3 separate regions of the Sus scrofa genome follow, and regions 1 and 2 are each linked to region 3. A link is a contact called in public Hi-C and HiChIP or PLAC-seq data. All regions are on one chromosome and are shown on one strand. Each heading gives the region's core, a stretch centred on a gene start, on an enhancer-like site or on the middle of the called end of the contact. The rest is flanking DNA. Distances are from core to core; before and after follow the strand shown. Region 1 overlaps KIRREL3 (kin of IRRE-like protein 3). Region 2 holds the start of ST3GAL4 (ST3 beta-galactoside alpha-2,3-sialyltransferase 4). Region 3 holds the start of DCPS (decapping enzyme, scavenger).

Region 1 (3,962 bases), core at 1,243-3,742, 100 kb before region 3:
CGTTGAGGAGCTTACAGTCCCATGAAACAGCTCTGAGAAAAATTAAACCATCACCCTGGTAAACCAAGATAGATTAACATCCTAGCAAGTGCAACTCTCAGAGTGTGTACACACAGACAAACAAAGTAACAAAATCAGACTCAGTCAGCCTGGGGCAGGTCTTCACCACCACCTGTCAGGGGTGCCAGCTGCCAGAAGAGCTCCCATCGCTGCCCCAGAGTCCCCTGCTTGCCTGGAAAATGCTCTAGGTCAGAGCCACATCAGGCCCCCTTGTCGACGGAAATAGCCTTTGAGGTGGCCCAACCTCTGTGCCTATGGGTGTGGTCGTGCTGGGGGGCAGGGGGTACCTGGATGGGATGTGTGTTTGTGTGTGCTGTGCTGTGTGCACACGTGTTGTGAGTGTGGCATTGAGAGGGATGGGAGCAGGGCAAGGTCTGCCCTGAGGCTGGGAGGCGGTACAGGGGTCCCGACGGGGTGGGCTCTGGCGGGGTGTCCTAATCCTGCACACCCGGACAGGCCTGGTCCTGGAAGGAGAATGTGCTGGAGTCGGGGACGTCAGGGCGCTACACGGTGGAGACAGTCAGCACCGAGGAGGGTGTCATCTCCACGCTGACCATCAGCAACATCGTGCGAGCGGACTTCCAGACCATCTACAACTGCACCGCCTGGAACAGCTTCGGCTCCGACACGGAGATCATCCGACTCAAAGAGCAAGGTGGGGCTACCAGAACCGCCAGGGATGCGGACCATGGCCTCTCCTGGCCAAAGGCCGGGCCCCAGGCAAGGCCCTCCAGGGTCCTGAGGGGACAGAGCGTGCCTACGTGTACAGGCAGGCGGGGGACATGGGGGGAGGCGGTGGCGGCGGCGTGGGGGGGGGGCGGGGGGGGAAAGATGCTTCCTCACCTGCCATGAAGCCTCCGGCGGTCGGCAAGAGCATCTGCCCTTGGCCAGACCAGGAAGCTGCTCGGGTGGTGGTGCCTCAGGCAACCACAGAGGAAGCCCAGCTAATGGCCAGGATGAGTCACCCCACGTTCCCCAGGGCCCTTCGGGGGTATCCCACGGGGTGCATGCACCAGAATGGGTGTCTTGGGGAACCTGGCCCAGCCCTTTAGGACAAGTCAGTTCAGTTGCCCCAAACCCAAGGGTGCCCATGCTAAGCATAGGGCTGTCCAATCCCTGCCCGGTGTGTGTGTTGGGGGACGGTGGAGATGCTGTTTCCCCGGGACACAGGAGATGCATGGACCCCTGTGCTCCGAGGGAGATGCCAGCCAGAAGGGCAGCACTGGACAAAAGGGCTCAGAGCTGCTGGGCTGTTGCGGTGGGGGGAGTGGAGGGGGAGGCTAGGGGGCAGGGAGGCTCACCCCTCTGTGACTCCATGTGAGACTGCCCAGTGCCTAGAAAGGAAGATGCTGAGGACTAGTCTCTGCTCCAAGGTCTCAGCCTCAGAAAAGCACAGCGGCACGGTTCGACAAATATCCATCCGCACGCTGGGTCCTGAGACAGGATGCAGATGAAGTTAGTCCAGGGCAGACCGGACGGTCCAGGGGGCCTTGGCCCTGGCAGTCTCTGACTCCCTCCAAGATGAAGGCCCACCCACAGGCCGACAGGCCCTGGAAGAGATTCTGGGCCAAGCAGATGGTCTCAACTGGGCCCCTGGGGCCTCAGTGCTACCCTGGGGGTCACCCATCGCTACCCAACACCTCTTCCCTGATAGGTGCTGCTTTGCATAATGCTTTGCACATAATTTGCATATCATCCACACATCATCCCAACCCTCACGGCCCCCTGTTGCTTACCCTCCGTGTCTTCCCCTCAGCTCCCCGACTCCTCTGCCTTCCCGTTAGTGTTCTCACCCCCGCCTCCACCTCTCTCTCTGGTCCCACCCCTCTGGATGGAGTCCCCAAGTCAGCCTGAACGAACTCCACGTTCAGTTCGGCTAGCCTGGATCTGAGGGGTGTCCCGGACTCGCGATGCAGGAGAGGGTCCCCAACATCAGACCCTCCAGGTGGCCGACCCCCAAGTCCCACCCCGCCCCGGCCAGCCAGGCCCTGGCTGTGGACGCTTGCTTTATTTCCAAACAGGTTCGGAAATGAAGTCGGGAGCCGGGCTGGAAGCAGGTACGAAGGAGACATGAGAACTCCCTGGGATGGGGGAAGGGACCGCTGGGCTAGTGGGGGAGGGAGCCCGCAGTGGGGGGAGGGAGGCCGGTGCAGGCCACTAACTTCTCTGCCCTCCCCCCATCTTGAGGGTGTAGCGCAGTCAGAGCAGCAGGGGGAGGGTCCCCAGGCAGCATGGGTCTAGGGACCCCAGAGACCTGTCTCCTCTGTCGCTGCCCAGGACACCAGCTCTTGCTCCTCCCCCTCTTCCCTCCCACCCCTCCCCTTCTGAAGTCCTGGCTCCGCCCCCTGGAGTCAGCTCGCCCGCCTGACTCCTCTGGCCTCTCGACATCACCACCGCTTGGCCATCGCTTCCGGGGACACCAGGGCCCCCCAGCCCTGCTGTGGCCTGCATAATCCATGCTAACCCCACGCTTTCCGCTGGCTGACTCCTTCCCCACTCCTGTGTTCCTCACAGAATTGTCATCTCGCTACTAGGCTGAGGCCACTGGGCAGGCACCCGGTAGCCGAGGGGACACTGGGCTCCCTGGGTTGAGTTGTTCTTAGGACTCCGCAGGAGACGACCGCCCCCACCGTCCAGGCAGAAACCCAGAACAGAGAATCAGGACATGGCAAGCCAGACCCCACAGGGTTGACAAAGGCCGTGCGGAAGGTGTGGCGTCCTTTGCCCTAGTTCTCGCACCCCACTGGCCCAGAAGGTGCTAGGGGTGGTCAGTTCTGTCAGCAAGCTCTGGATGGGCCCCACAGGCAGACGGCTCCTTTAAGAGCACCAGTTCCGGCCGGGGAAGCTCCCAGAGGCCACACTGTATCAACTCCTGCTGCATTCTCCCTGCCACCTCTCAGGGCCCCTCCTGGCACTGAGCTGGTATTGCTCTCTCTCTGCATCTCTCCTGCGTCTGTACACTCATCTGAGCTCCCTGACACCTTCCTTGGTGGCTGAGATGCCTCGTGCCCAGCCCACCTCCTCAGATGGAAGGGAGGCTGAGCCAAAGTGTGGCCCCTCCATCCAGTCCCTCTCCAAGAACATCTAAGGGGAGCTCTGTCCTGAGAGGGGCAGCCTGCACAGGTGACCCAGGCAGGGAGGGAACACACACAGGTAGGCTGCAGAGGGAATGGCACCCTTGGGTCCCCCACCCCCACGGGACCCTCTTCCCCTGCCCCCATCCATCCACTCAGGACAGTTCTCCAGATAAGACGGCACCCCCACCCCCACCCCAGCTGTTAACCACTTGAGGAAATGTGGCCTCACAGAACACGAGAGTCAGAGAGCACTTTAGATACCGCTTACCTGGTTCTCTGGTTTCACAAGTAAGGCACTGAGGGCCGGAGATGTCAAGGAACTTTCCACCGTCATCCTTTGGCTCTGAGCTCAGCAGAGACAAGACCCGAGTTTTTCTAAGGAGACTGCCTAGGCGATTAGGAGAAACTAAATCCAACCCAAATTAATAAAATTTAGGAGTTCCCGTTGTAGCTCAGTGGGTTAAGAATCCAGCTAGTATCCATGAGGGTGCGGGTTCGATCCCTGGCCTTGCTCAGTATGGGTTAAAGATCCTGCATTGCCGTGAACTACAGCATAGGTCGCAGATGTGACTCCAATTGGACCCCTAGCCGGAACGTCCATATGCCACGGGCGCGGCCCTAAAAAGCCCAAAAATAAAATCAAAAAATGAAAAATTTTTAATTTAAAATTTTTTTAATTAAAAGAATAAAATCAGTGAATGCCCAAAGCAGTTTTCCTTTTGTAATAACATTAAAACCTGGAGAGAGGAGTGCCTAGGTGGCCTAGCAGTTAAGGACTTGGCATGGTCACTGCTGTGGCACGGGTTTGATCCCTGGACCAGGAAC
Region 2 (4,406 bases), core at 1,118-3,617, 75 kb before region 3:
CATACGGACCTGATGACCACGTCGTACTTGTTGATGGCCTCTCCCAGCAAGCTGTTGCGCAGCCGATGCCCATTCCCCACCACCACGCAGCGGCGGCACTTGAGCCTGCCACAGGAACAGGGTGGTGAGACCCAGACGCTGCCCCTGCCCCAGCTCCGCTTAACTCTCCTGCCCTGGTCTTCCCCAGGGCCAGCTCAGGATCCCTTCCCACGTCCCCTCAGCCCCTGGTCCTCATGGACCAGGCATCTCTAAGGAATGCTGCTTTTGGTCAGGCTGACACTGTAGCCCTGGGCTTTCAAGGGAGAGGAAACTAAGCAGCGCACAGGAGGGAGAGGAGGAGAGGAAGGAACACGCCTGGGAAGTACCAAGAAGAAATCCCATTTCGGAGCCCCTGACTGCTGCCCAGGCCTGCCTGTTACTACAGCAATACCCTCAGCAGCCTCTGCCCGCTCCGGCAGCCAGATGCCCAGGCTCAGCTGGCATACCTGCCTCCCCTGGAGACACGAAGGCTCGCTGGGAGGTGCTGGACCACGACTGTTTCACACTCGTGCAGGAAGGAGTGTCTCCTTACCTCTGGATGCTCTCTGGAATGGAATAGCTGGTGATGGCCAGCACCCGGAGAAGCAGGTCTTCTACGAAAGAACCCGATCGGAAGGGCTGATGACAACAGCTAGCTCTTCAAAGGCTGCCGACTCTCCCTACCCCAGCCCCTGCGTCTGAGCCTGGCTGAGTGCCTGGGCACCGGGATTGAGGACGGCCAGGAACAGGAAGCAGTGTGGCCAAGATGAGCCCACTGTTGCCTCCCACCAGGCGGGTACTTACCACTCCCCTTGGTCCCGTAGGGCAGCTCGTAAGCAGATGGCGTCTTGACCCAGAAGTAATCCTTAAGTTGCAGGAAGATGGGCTGTTCTTGGGAGTAGCTGCACCGAGGTGAAGGCAGGGTAGGGGTGAGAAAGGGATTAACCTTGATGCCAGAAACAGGCTCAGACCACTGACTAATACTCTGTACACACATCCAAGGCCTCCCGATCCCTCATGGGCTTCACCTGACCCCCATCCACCAGCACAGTTCCCTCTGTCTAGCCAGCATGCAGCTCCCCCCTCCCTCACGCCATCCTCACACACTTACTTGCCAAAGAGCTTGGAGACCTTCCTCTCCGCCTCCCCCTGGAGGCATGGCTCCTTCTTCTCTAGGATGGGAAAATAAAAACTGGAGACAGAAAAGGAGAGGAGGCAGGCGCTCCAGTCAGACCTCCCTGGCCAGAGGGCCAGCATCCCAGGCAGCCCCCACCTCCACCCAGGACGTGGAGGTCCCAGGGCCCTGGAGAGCCACTCTGAAACCAAAACCACTGCGAATCCAGCTCTTCTTTCCCCTGAACACCGGGGTGAGGGGCCTAGGGAGGCATCCCAGAGCCTACCCCCCAAACCCACCAACAACCCTCACGGAAGGACTGTATGCTAGTCATGTAAGGAAGAGGTCAGGCCCTCTGCCCCACCCACCAGGTCCCCGCCCAAAGATGCTCCATCCCTGAGCCCCGTTCCCAAGAACCCCGCTGAAGGACTCACAGCTCAATGTATCTGTCTTCTCGGGAGATGGAGTACCATACCATGACCACCAGGACGAAAGCCAACATGGCTAGGAGCTTCCAGCCTGCAGGGCACATGCACAGAAGAGCTGGAGTCAGAAACAGGCAGGTACAGCCCCAGGCCACCTTCTCCTCCTCCTACCTCCAGGCCCTGCAGCCCCAACTCAAAGCAGGCCCTCTCGGAGTTCCCATCCTGGTGCAGCGGAAACGAATCTGATTAGGAACCGTGAGGTTGCGGGTTTGATCCTTAGCCTCACTCAGTGGGTTAAAGTTCCGGCATTGCCATGAGCTGTGGTGTAGGTTGCAGACGAGGCTCGGATTCCGCTTTGCTGTGGCTGTGACGTAAGCTGACGGCTGTAGCTCTGATTAGACCCCTAGCCTGGGAACCTCCATATGCCTTGGGTGTGGTCCTAAAAGGCATTTAAAAAAAAAAGAAGAAGCAGGCCCTCGCCTGGCCTCATTGCTCCAGCCTGGGGCTTGGACCTGGGTGTTTCTGCTGTCCTTTGGGATGAAGAGGGGAACCCCAGCTCCCTGCCTGTCCCTCCACAACCCAGAGGGGGTCCCAGGATGGCTGTCTCTGAGGGGCACATCCCTCAGGGTGGGGGAGGGCTTGGAGAACACTCACGGCACTTGCTGATCATGTTTCTCAAGTAGCAGGGTTCCTGGGGAGAGCTGTCATCCCGGCTGCCTCGGGCCACCTAGGAGGTTGGAGTCATAGGTGCCTGGTCAGCTCCACACACACTCTCCCCAGACACTGCAGCAGGGCACACCCACAGCCTGCCTCTTCTGGCCCCCAGGAAGCACAAAGCTGCTCCCCAGGGCGACCATTGGGAGAGCGGCTCTCAACACCCCAGACATCCCCCTCGCTCCTCTGAGGCAGGGGTCCAGGTGGGTCCCACATCCCAGAAAAGGGAAACCAAGTCCCACCCCTCATGGATTCGGTCCCATGCCAGACCAGCCTCCTCCAGCTTCCCCTCCCTGTCCTCTCCCTCGTTCTGACCTAAGAAGGGCCAGCTCTGGGAGACAGACACATCTCCGCCCATTTTCTCCATGGACGTTCAGCTAGCTGTCTAAAAGGGTGATTCACACTGGACAAACTGCAGTTAACTGTTCTCTCCTATCCAAGGCCTTCCCTAGGTTCTGGCAGCCGCCCAGCTCTCTATCATCAACCTCTCACGACTCCACCCATATAGGTCTGCTCAGGCCAGACTCCAGGGCCAGGGTGGGACCCAGATGCTCCATGAGGCCTCCTCCAGCCCTTGTAGACTCTGGCTGCATGCAAATAGTGTCCAAGCCCTCACGCCCAGGTGCATGGGGGAAACTCACTGTGGGCAGGCTGTTTGGATGGGAGCAGGGGAATGGGGAAGGTCTGATGGGTCAAAAAGAGGAGAGGTCAGCCTTGGGACCTACATGCCCTGAGTGGTGGCAGGGGCTGCCTGGGATGTTGGCCCCCGGAAGCTCTGACTGGAGCTCCTTCCACCTCCTCTCCTTTTCTGTCTCCAGTTTTTACTTCCCCATCCTAGACAAGGAGCCAGACCTCCAGGGGGAGATGGAGAGGATGCACAAAACCCCCCTAGTAAGGACAGGGCTGTGGGAGGGGAGGAGCTGCTACAGGCACAGAAACAGAGAGGTCCCCACGATCACAAATCCAGCCAAGGGCCATGTGTCTCAGTCACCCAGGGAGAAATTTCTGCAGCTCCCAAGGCCACACAAAGAGGCACAAGACAGCGCCAGTTTCTTCTATCCCTTCCCAGTTCCCCAGTGATCTGGATCGTAGGAATCCCTTGAGCACGGACTAAAAATACAGGTTGCAGGGCCCTGGCCTGTGATTGCTTCAGCCAGCCAGGGGGGAGACCTGGGCCGGGTATTTTCGCAAGCAGCCCACGTGACTCTTTTGATGGCTCAGAAAACAGAAGGAAGCACTAGGGTTTGTGCTCGCTTGGGGATAAATGAAACATCTCAAATTATTTTTCCAGGGTGGGAACCACATCTGGACAATGTCCAGCTTCTGTTACAGATCAGAAATAGATTAGCCTGAATCCTGTCCCATTACAGAGTCAACACTCTGCTCCCAGGGGCCTTCCCCAGGCTCCACCCTGAGTCACAAACACCCACGGATGAAAGTCTTGAGGGGACGAGAAAGCCAGGTTGGGGGAGGGTAGAGGGCTGGGGACTGGAGTGAGATCTTCTCAGCAGGGCCAGGAGACTCATCTCTGAATCCCAGGGTGGGTGGAGGATGGCCCTGGCCAGTAAAGAAACGTTCCAGATTTGTCACCAGAAGACCTGGATGAAAGTCAAGACCTATCACCCAGAGTGGGCCACCTTCCTGACCTCCCCTCGGCAACAGCCACATCATTCCCCTCCACGGGATCCTGATCTCTAACGAGCACAGCTACTTACTCACTTGCTTTCTGTCTCCCCCACTGAACATAAGGGGAGGAATCAGGTCTTCCTTATTCCCAGCTGTAGCCCCAGCACCCAGCGCACTGCCTGACACCACAGCCAGTGTTCGGCAAGTACTGACTGAAAGGCATGTTGGGGTGTCTCGAGAAAGTCATTTTCCCCTTTCTGACTGTCAGTTCCTTTGGGCGGTAAAACTGGGAAGTTGGCCTAAGAAATGCTTATGACTCAAAACGATGTATCGCATCAGCAGCCCGGGCCTCACCAGGGACATTCTTAGAAATGTGGCCTCTTAGCATCCCCCACCCCAGATGCACAAATTAGAACCTGCATTTGAATACCATCCCCCGATGATTCACATGCACCCTCAAGCTTAAAGCACTTGTTCTTGACCTTGGCTGAAGAGGAGAATTGCAGCAT
Region 3 (4,132 bases), core at 372-2,871:
AAGGATTCGGCATTGCCATGAGCTAAGGTGTACGTCACAGCCTTGGCTCCAATCTGGCGTTGCTGTGGCTGTGGCGTAAGCCAGCAGCTACAGCTCTGACTGGACTCCTAGCCTGGGAACTTCTATGTGCCTCGGGTGCAGCCCTAAAAAAAGAAAAAAAAAAAAAAAGACACCCCCCCAAAAAAATTCTCCCCATTTTACAGCTGAAGAAAATGAGGTCTAGAGAAGTTTAAGTGACTTGCCCAAATGGTGAAATAGAAATTAGACTTTAAGTATCCCAACTAGCTTCGAGCTCAAAGGTTCCCATGGCTAAAATCTTCAGCAGGTGCTGCAGACTGAAGGTAAGTTGGGCTGAGACAGACAGAACCTTGTAAAACACAAGAGACACAGAAAGAGGCATGGAAGCCTGGCCCAGGGTCTCCCTGCCCCCATCCTCCCAAAAGTGAGAGCGCCTGCCAGGACTTCTGGGGAACCCTTGGACTGCCTCTTTACTAGCTCTTGGGTCAGTATCCAGTCTCTCCTCAGTCCCTGCTGGAGAGCTGAGCACGTGATATTAGAGCTAGCTGTGCCTGTCTGCTTAAGGATGCTCTGCACTCCTGAAGATCAAGGATGGGAACTTTCAGCTCTATGTTGCACCCAGTTCAGTGCTGGCCCGTCTGTGCATGAAACGTGGAATTGAATCAAGAATGGGAACTTTCAGCTCTATGTTGCACCCAGTTCAGTGCTGGCCTGTCTGTGCATGATATGTGGAATTGAATCACCAATTCAACAAACTGTTTCCCCGCTCCCAGGAGCGGGAGTCCTGTATATAGCAGAGATCATACTTCCTACAGTGCCTATGTTATTGCCTGGGGCCTGGATGACCAAGACTGCCCAGAAACATACTGGATTCCTAGCACCTTACAGGGTTTTTGTGTGTTTTGTTGGGGCCCGTTTGTTTGTTTGTTTGCCCTCACCCAAGGCACGTGGAGTTCTGGGCCAGGGATGGAACCTGCGCCACAACAGCGATCCAAGCCCCATCAGTGAAACCTCCAGATCCTTAACCAGCTGTGCCACAAGAGAACTAGCACGTTACAGGTTTAATAAATGAATGGTGAAAGCTTGGGGAATTTAACATGCGACTTTTTAATCGACAATAAATACACTCCGCAAGTGTTAGGTTCTTATTTTAGTACAAGAGGAGGAATTAGGGAAATTAGCCCCACGCGTGTTAATTCCCTTAATTTCACAAGTATCCTTGTTTCCTCCACGAACCAAACCCCTGCCCAGGCATTTTGGCGCACTTGGCCTCCTTCCCACCCGGGGCAATGCGATTAGTATTTTCCAAAGAATCTCAAAAAAAAAAAAAAAAAATCCGCCTCCGAGGCGACGATTGGGTCACTCCTTCCCGCATCCCCACCCCAACGCTGCTTAATGGTACCTTTCCGTGCAGGAAAATGATTTTGTCCCGCGCAGACTCCCTTAGCACTTTTTTCACTCTAAAGCCGGAGAAAGGTAAGCGGACAGGAGCAGAGGTACCATTCCCAACCCTTGCTTCCTTCTCCTCTGTGCTGGGTGCCTCCGCCTCCTCCGGGTCTCGTTCGCGCTTTCTCTTGCTGGGTTGAGGAGCGGTGTCCGCCATATTGCCGGGGGAGAGTGTGCGCCTGCGCCAACCCGGCCGCGGCCCCGCCCCTCTGCCGCCTCACCCCACCTCCGCGGAGGGCGGTGACTACAACTCCCGACGTGCTCCGCGCCGGAGTCAGCCGATCTCCTGGCTGTAGGAAACCTAGGGCCGCTGTTTTTTGGGACTCGTCTAGAGTGAGCATCTTAATTCGAGTTTCCCGCCTTTGGTCTCCTCGTGCTAGCCAACCCGGGCGGAGGCTGGTCCTGAGGGAAAAGAGAAGGTGACAGCAAGGCTAGAGAGGCTGCAGGGGAGAGGGTAGCCCAGCCACCCCACCCCACCCCTACTCCCCCGAGTCCGAGCTGCAAGACGCCCTTTGGACTCTGCGCTGACACTTGGGTTGAATACAGCTTTTTAATCAGAGTTATGCCAACATTGATTAGAGTGGAAGGGATGTTTCTGAAGCAAATCTGTTGAGCCAATCTCTTTCTTAGTCAATTGATTGAACATAGAGAACGCTTAAAACCCTATCCATTTTTCACCCGTTTCCATTTTACAAAAGTCCTCTTTGTGTTGTCCTTTTCTTTGTAAATCCCAGTATTTTTTGCTGAGAAGAATGGTAAGTGAACAGGGCCAGAAGTACATTTCCATTGCCTGCCTCTTTGCTTCTGCTTCCTGTCCATTAGATGATCAGGTACCCTGCCACCTTCTCGTTCACCTTGCCTTTAAAAACACTTCCCTGAAAGCCATCAAGAAGTTCAGGTCTTTTAAGGATGAGCTGCCAGGTTTTCCTTGCTTGGTCTCACTCATTGCCTGCCTCTTTGCTTCTGCCCCACTGTATCCATGTTACAGAACCAAAGTTGGGTCTCCTTGGGCAACTTACTGCAATCTATCCACACTGGGTTGTGATGAGGGAAAGTACAGCGTTTATTGCAGTCTTTGGGGTTTCTTTGCGTTTTAGGGTCGCACCCGCTGCATGTGGAGGCTAGGGGTCCAATCGGAACTATAGCACAGCCACAGCAATGCAGGATCCGAGCTGCGTCTGTGACCTACACCACAGCTCATGGCAACGCTGGATTCTCAACACACTGAGCGAGGCCAGGGATGGAACCCACAACCTCGTAGTTCCTAGTCGGATTCGTTTCCGCTTTTCCACAACGGAAACTCCCAATTGCAAGGTTCTTAAAGTGAGACCAAGCAAGGAAAACTGGCAGCTCATGCTCAAAAGACCTGAACTTCTTGATGGCTTTCAGGGAGGTGTTTTTAAAGGCAAGGTGAAGGAAAAGGTGGCAGGGTACCTGATCATCTAATGGACATTCTTCTGGTTGATAGATGGTATTTCTGGGGTCAGTATCAACCTCTGATTCCAACCAGTCTGGGGTCTACAAGGTTGTGATCAGTATGTAGTTTGCAGTTAACTTCTACCTAGTGGGGATTTCATTATCTGCGAAATAATTCAAGGATATGGCTCAGGGTTTTATTTTATTTATTAAAAAAAAAAATTTTTGGGGGGGCTGCACCCACGGCATATAGAGGTTCCCAGGCTAGTAGTCCAGTCAGAGCTACAGCTGCTGGCCTATGCCACAGCCACAGCAACACCAGGTCAGAGCCGCATCTGGAACCTACGTTGCAGCTTGTGGCAATGGCAGATCTTCGACTGAATAAGGCCAGGGATCAAACACACATCATCATGGAGACTATGTCGGGTTCTTAACCTGCTAAGCCACAATGGGAACCCCTCTTTTCTTTAAAAATTTTTTTTGCCGTATAAAATATTTACTTATGATTTCCCTGCAACTCTTGGTGCTTGAGCATGCCTTCCTGAGAAGTGAGTGCACCTCTGCTGATACTTGCCAACTGAAAAAAACACACAGCCTACAAGTTGCATGTTATACTTTATTCAGAGAATCTACTGAGGACTGTAGCCTGGAAAACAGTCTCTGATGGCTCTGAGGAGCTGTTCCAAAGAGGTAAGAGAGGAGCCAGGATATATAGGAGGTTTTGTTAGAAAAAAAAAAATGTAGTTGAGCATCCAAAGATTACTGCTAATCATGAAAAACAGACATTTCAGGTTAAGGATTTTAGTGCCTCTCTATACATGGGAAGATGCAAGAGTCTGAGGTCATTGAAATTATTTCTTAGTTATGCACCTTAACTATCTAGGGCCAGTATCCTGTTTTTCTTCATCCTGAATGCCCCCTCAGGGTGCATCATCACGGCCTAAAACAGTGGCTAATGGCTTGATGGTGAGCAATATTCGCTGGTTACTGAAATGGCAGGCAGGCAACAATTTTTTGTTGTTGTTGGCAAATCATTGATGTGATATTTTCTGCTAACCACCCTTCCTTTTTTTTTTTTTCTTTTAATTTGGTTGGAAGGAATGTATTGGAGAGCAAAGTTGCAAAGCACTGTGCTAGTTAAATTTTTTATGTCAAATTTTGTATTCTGATTTATTTTGTTTATTTATTTTTACTTCTTAGGGCTACATCCATGGCAGATGGAGGTTCACAGGCTAGGAGTTGAATCGGAGCT

Evidence for each region. A called contact is a pair of places that touch in the nucleus more often than the background predicts. HiChIP or PLAC-seq counts read pairs in DNA pulled down with a chosen protein or histone mark.
Region 1: a Hi-C map of fetal liver shows a contact between it and region 3, with 1.8 times the contacts expected there. The contact joins the enhancer-like site here to the promoter of DCPS in region 3. A contact is called at or near these places in 1 of 5 promoter capture datasets (liver), 14 of 47 Hi-C or Micro-C datasets (blood, embryonic fibroblasts, fetal heart ventricle and 7 more) and 1 of 2 datasets of contacts at active chromatin or transcription factors (skeletal muscle).
Region 2: an H3K27ac HiChIP or PLAC-seq map of alveolar macrophages shows a contact between it and region 3. The contact joins the promoter of ST3GAL4 here to the promoter of DCPS in region 3. A contact is called at or near these places in 17 of 47 Hi-C or Micro-C datasets (alveolar macrophages, blood, brain and 8 more) and 2 of 2 datasets of contacts at active chromatin or transcription factors (alveolar macrophages and skeletal muscle).

What each region holds. Positions count from the first base shown.
Region 1 is chr9:53,503,546-53,507,507 of Sscrofa11.1, reverse strand. KIRREL3 (kin of IRRE-like protein 3) reads left to right here. Exons shown (of 17, transcript XM_021063119.1): 13 at 517-715. Among named protein-coding and RNA genes, the nearest start is that of ST3GAL4, 30 kb to the right of the region's middle. Within about 2 kb of position 2,492, at least 12 of the 83 cell types and tissues checked have an H3K27ac peak or open chromatin away from gene starts, as enhancers often do. A contact at or near this core is called in fetal liver and retroperitoneal adipose tissue, where this site is marked.
Region 2 is chr9:53,473,670-53,478,075 of Sscrofa11.1, reverse strand. ST3GAL4 (ST3 beta-galactoside alpha-2,3-sialyltransferase 4) reads right to left here and starts at 2,367. Exons shown (of 10, transcript NM_213757.1): 1 at 2,212-2,367; 2 at 1,567-1,651; 3 at 1,130-1,210; 4 at 823-920; 5 at 572-632; 6 at 10-105. The coding sequence starts at 2,227.
Region 3 is chr9:53,398,276-53,402,407 of Sscrofa11.1, reverse strand. It overlaps DCPS (decapping enzyme, scavenger), which reads right to left and starts at 1,621. Exons shown (of 6, transcript NM_213790.1): 1 at 1,421-1,621. The coding sequence starts at 1,621.